Regions from separate parts of the Mus musculus genome. Here region 2 is linked to region 1. The links are chromatin contacts, called in public HiChIP or PLAC-seq maps. All regions are on one chromosome and are shown on one strand. The core of a region is the stretch at or near the end of the contact, and the rest is flanking DNA. Distances in the headings are between cores, read along the strand shown.

Region 1 (2,767 bases), core at 198-2,697:
TTCCCTGAACTAGCCATTAACTGGAGTAGTCTCCTATGCAATCGTATGCATCTATAATTGCATACCTAACTTGTGATAATTCCCCAACTGTTACCCATTTACAGGATTCCTCGATTCTGTTTATTTACTCTCAAAATCAATTATGGCAAGAGCAAACCACATAGGCGCATTAAATAACTATATGAGAGAACTTAATAAATAATAACTGATAGAGGCAAAGGTATCTTTACCAGATGTATACAATGAATTTCAGATGTGTAACAAGACTGTCGGGAATAAAATTAAAAACTATTGACACATGCATAGTAGGAATTCCTGTTACAACATAGAGTAACATGTGAAAGTAGGAGTTAGCTTGTATTGTGTATTTAAAGGCCAATAATACATGCTTATGTCATATATGTATAGATAAAGATTTATAGCGGATGGAAACTTCCCTATGTGTGAGAATGGGTGGATAGGTGGTAGAGGACACATAACTAGGCATGCATACACATTAACAAAAATGTTGATTTTAATGTATTTATCTAGCTTCCTGGGAATATGCAGTATGCTTTTCAATAACAGAACTCTTGCTTTCTTTAATGTTTCCTGCCATTTGAATAAGATGTTAAGGCCAGTTCAGTTCTCTTAGCTGACTGTAGATACCATTCAATCCTACGATGTCAGGGAAACAATATAGCTTGTCCTAGTACTAACAATGAGAGTACAGAAAGAAGCAAATCGGGCTTTTTTTTTTTTTTTTTTTTTTAGAGCATCCGTTTCATACTAGAGCAAAACACAAATCATTTTGGCATATAAGACCTTCATTTTTGTACAGTTTTTCTTCATTCTGAAAGCCTTGCTGGTACACTTGCACTAATACAGACAGGCACTAAAAAGATACAAGAGAAAAGCTTTGCCACCAGGAGAGGAGCCTAGGGAAGCTGAGAGTCCCGGGCATCCAGAAAGCTTGGTGGAGGAGAGGAGAAGCTCAGAGAAGACTTGGCATGAAGTATCAGGACGCCTAGGCGTCAGAGAATGGTGAACAACCACTGCAGATGCTTTGAACCTCAACCCTCCTGAGACTGGACCTGAAGGTGGCTGGGGTGTCCCTTCTTACTATGACACCATAGACATTCAGGAGATCACAGAGTGAGCTGACTAGAATTACTAGATATTTAACTTGTTTATTCTGGTTCCATGGCTTTTTACCAGACAAAGCTCATTTTGCATACGCGAAAGGCTCAAAGTTTGCATATGTTCATATTTTCATATTAAGCAATATTCTGTGGTACTCCAGCCAAAATATCAGACTTTTAAAAAAATACACTGTCTCCATCTTCCAGTAGTTTTTTGTCTAGACTTAGCATTGCTTTAACCAGAATTTCACCCACCAAATGTTTAACGGAGACACTGCCGAGGTTCACTACCACGGCTCACCACGTGGTGGCGACAATGACTCTAAGAGTCAGACACTAAGGTTAAATCTGATGAGCTGATAAGCGGTGGAAATGTCACTGTGGATGCAATTCTCGGTTCCTTCTATTTTTCTCTGGAAGGCAGTATTTGTTACAGCAAGCACGCAGTAGTGCACTTATATTTATAATTTCATGAACAGAACACGCAACGTGGTTTATTGTGGCGTCATACAGTTGTTGATCGGTTCTGTTCTACTCTTCCTGTTGCTTTAGCTCTAGACGCCGAGCATCGTTTAGGAAGCTATTCTTTACTTCAGTAGTTTTCCGTGCTACACTCTCTGCAGTCTTACACATTTTAAGCAGTTTGCTGAAACGACATAGACTAGAACATGCTTCCGTTGTAATTGTAGGACATCGGTTTTACACACACAGAGTCTGCATACTTGGCCCCTAAAGTTTCGGTGACCCATAATTACAGCCCTGTCAGCTTCTATTCTGAGTATCATTGTCTAAGGCTAAATATCATAGCCTTAAAGTCACTGTCTCTTCGGTGGGGGAAAAATGGTTTTTGTTGTTGTTGTGTTTTTGTTTCCAGTGAAATTTAAATACAGCCACATGAAAAGAGGAAAATGGGACCAGAAGTGTGCATGATGAGGTCGTAAGACCTCCCATTTCTGCTATAGTATTACTACTTCCAGAAGCACACAAATCTGCATTCCTCTCCTCTCCACTCACTATCCCCCCAAACCCAAACTCATCTCCCCGACAATCTGTCCTCATTGACAACCTGAGTGACCCAGGGTGACGTTCCAAGGATCAGGTCCCCCAGGTGCGGTCCATTCTCAATTGCCCCAGCTTTGAACCTGCCCCTGATCCTCCACGGTTTGGCCAGACTTGTTGCCTTTGGTTTTCTTCTTCGTTCTAAGATGATAACTTTGGGTAGGAGGACCTTAGCTTCTTCGTGAGATTATAGGACTTTAACCGTGCTAAGGGACCCAGGCATAAATGCTACTTTATAATAGTCCCCGCCCACCCCCGTTAAAGGATAAACTATCCTGCCTCTCACCTATGAAACAAAGAAGCTGGAGACTGATGACCAAGTCCTTCTGAGATTGATGTAGCTACTGTTATACATTTGCAGGGAGAACTTGTGTTGGGCTCCTGAAGGTTCAACATCAGTGCTTGGAGTCTTAATCACAGTGATGGCTTCGCTGTCATCATGTGAAAAGCATGGGAGAGGAGGGTAGCTGAAAACAGTCACGGGAGACACCCTAGCGACTTCTCCAGCAGGAGTAGCTTCATGTTTAAAATAACTTAGAAAGCTCAGAGAGAGCAGAACTTAAAAGATGGGTCCGCTCACGAGACAT
Region 2 (2,767 bases), core at 190-2,689, 1.3 Mb after region 1:
AATATTAAGAAGCCTATAGGTAGCCTATTGATATTTGCAATACCCACTTTGAAGTAATTCAGAGTTTTAACTTTCTTTCAACCTACTACCTTTTATTGCCAATCGGTATAACTTTATGCAGGTGTGTGTGTGTGTGTGTCTGTGTGTGTCTGTATATAGTTATAGATAAACATATTAATGCATACTTACATATACAATAAAAGATACACAAAGACACTTAATATTTATGTTAATTATATTTTTATATAAAAGAAAAAGAATCCGCGAACTTTTATCATTTTTCTGTAATTTTAAAATCCTATAAACTGTTAGTTCTGATTATTATATGTTTATAAACATATATTTATATCCTTATAAGTTACCTTAATTTATATTTCATAGGTTTTACACACTCCTCCATTTTATGCAGATATATTAATGTTGAAGTTTATTCAAATACCACTTGCTGTGTTCCGTATCTGTTAGTGTGTTAACAAGTGGTTTGGTTTTTTGTTTGTTTTTTTCTTTAATTTTGATTTATTCTTCTCTAAGCTAGACAGAGTATATGTTTCTCTATGTCACTGATATTCTGAGAAAGAAACTTGTAAAACTGTGATCTCCTGGAAAGCTTTCAAGTGAACAGGACATCTATATGCTCTTTAGCTTGCTTCTCCTGGATCCATTTGTCCATGCTGTGCCATCAGCAACCCTGAGAAAAACGGCGCTAGTAAGGATGGCACAATGAGTTTTCTGATCATAGACCTAGGAAGGACCAAAGAAAATTGTGGCATATGGAGGAACATGCCAAGACCTTCTCCAATAAAATCAGCTGCTTTATGCTGGTGGGTTGGATTTTTTGTTGTTGTTGGTTTTTGGGAGGTTTTTTTTTTTTTTTTGGTTTTTTTTTTTTTTTTATTTCCTTTGAATTTTTGTTTGTGACTTTTTTGGCTTGCTGGAGCATTTCCCTATAATCTTAGGAAGCCACAGCAAATTTTCAATGCCACAGCAACACTGTGCAGCCAAGGAGGGGCCCAGAGAGCTGATCCTGGGGGCTGGAGCCTTTCAGCAATCATACAAGGTAGGGGGTAAGGAAGCTATCCTTTTCTCTGAATTTTCCTGGTTTATTCAGTCTGCCAGGGACAGGGATTTTCTTCGCGTATCTTTCCTTCACTTACTTGAGGCTCTCCCTTCAATGCCAATGGCTTTCTATTGCTTCTGAGAGATGGTTCACATGGCAGAGCACCCGCTTCTGTTCTATATTGAAACATGGAAAGCTTTGAAAACTGGGAAGGACAAAGGAAAGGGGTCTTAGGGCATCTGGGAAATATCAAAAAGAGCATTAGGCTCACAGCTAGTTTTTGCCGGTCATGTCTGTAACTTCTCTGTTCTCTACAGGGCTTCTCAGTGTTAGAGTACTGAAGGGGATAACTCTAGGGTGCCAGCGAGGATCTAACTGATTCAGTAGATGGAGCTCTTCGCCCTAAGTCTGGATTTAAATTAAAGTCCCACTGCAGTTGCTGGGACTCTCTGTATTAAGGTGTGTCATGATACACACATAAAACCAAAGCTTGTGTAGCTGCAGGAAGAGATTTCCTGGCACTTTTTAAAGGCATGAAGCATGTGTTCCGAAACACAAAACTGCAGGGGAGCAGTAAAGATAGATAGGGTAGGAAGTGAAGTTTACCTATCTAAACTTCTCCCTGTGGGTTTGAATACTCCTAAGTGTGAAGTAAAACCCAGTTACCATACAAGGGACTGGTACTTTATAGACTGGTACTCCAAACCTAGAAAAACAGATAATGTGTACAGGTTTGGCTGTGTTTGTGACAAGCCTTTCAAGCTGTTTGAACTGTACGGCTCTCCTTTTATTTGACTCCGAAAAGGAATCTTAATGCTGAAATGCAGTTGTTTCATCTAGTTAGTCTAGAGAATCTGACGAATTGTGACAGTACTGTGGACAGCACAGCAGATTTGTAAGGTGCCTTTATAGGAGCAGAAATACCCAACAGTGACCGAAAATGGATCTCTAGTGTCTGCTGTAATATAGAAAAAAACCCACTTATTTATCAATTTTTAAATTAATCAAAATGAGTAATTGCCATAGCATTCTTGTCACTTTGTATTATCTTCAGTACCAATACTAAGTTTGATCATTGTCCCTCCTTGGTGCCAGGAAGGAAGGTAGATGTATGCAAGATGGAATAAATTATCTTCCTTGATCTAATGTCTTCTCACAGATTAGAGGTGTTATTGAGAATCTCTTGTTAAATCTTGATAAGATCATTTGGCCAAAACAGAACTGGCAATGGCCTTACTACCAAAATAAAAAGCATTTTTAAGGCCTTGGATTTCCTTTGCACACCACGTGTCTGAGTTTGATACAGTCCAGGAAAATAGAGAGGATGAGAGAAAATTATTCCTAAGCAGCCGCCGTAGGCCAAACACTGAAACAGTGCCAGCCCGGACCAATCAGGGGGGCTTCTTAGGAGATGTGTGCTTTGCTGAGCTCTTCTGTGAAGAGAAGAGGGAGGAAGCCCTTGAAACTGCATTAGGATGAATGAGTCTTCACTAATTTCAGCAAAGTCCATGGCAGTGAATTTGATAACTTCTTCCTTCTGTAGACATCTGAGGTTCCCAGGCCAGCAGAGACTCCCTTGTCATCGCACTGACACATCTTTTGAACAAAAGTATCTTTCTGAGTTTAAACAAGTGAAAAACTTCTCATAGAGAGCAAAGAGTAAAATTAATGGAAACTCAAAATCAATTCCAACCCCATTTCTGGCATGAT

Evidence for each region. HiChIP or PLAC-seq counts read pairs in DNA pulled down with a chosen protein or histone mark.
Region 2: a contact with region 1 is called in an H3K27ac HiChIP or PLAC-seq map of SST interneurons, with 15 times the contacts expected there. The contact joins two enhancer-like sites. A contact is called at or near these places in 1 of 15 datasets of contacts at CTCF or cohesin (large pre-B cells), 4 of 484 Hi-C or Micro-C datasets (cortical neurons, muscle stem cells and stem cell-derived neural stem cells) and 7 of 115 datasets of contacts at active chromatin or transcription factors (SST interneurons, astrocytes, embryonic forebrain and 4 more).

Annotation. Positions count from the first base shown.
Region 1 is chr16:42,171,259-42,174,025 of GRCm38.p6, forward strand. All of the region lies in intron 6 of Lsamp (limbic system-associated membrane protein), which reads left to right. Among named protein-coding and RNA genes, the nearest start is that of Mir6540, 130 kb to the right of the region's middle. Within about 2 kb of position 1,448, at least 5 of the 459 cell types and tissues checked have an H3K27ac peak or open chromatin away from gene starts, as enhancers often do. A contact at or near this core is called in SST interneurons, where this site is marked.
Region 2 is chr16:43,509,297-43,512,063 of GRCm38.p6, forward strand. The region is part of intron 5 of Zbtb20 (zinc finger and BTB domain containing 20); the gene reads left to right. Among named protein-coding and RNA genes, the nearest start is that of Gm15713, 90 kb to the left of the region's middle. Within about 2 kb of position 1,440, at least 37 of the 459 cell types and tissues checked have an H3K27ac peak or open chromatin away from gene starts, as enhancers often do. A contact at or near this core is called in SST interneurons, where this site is marked.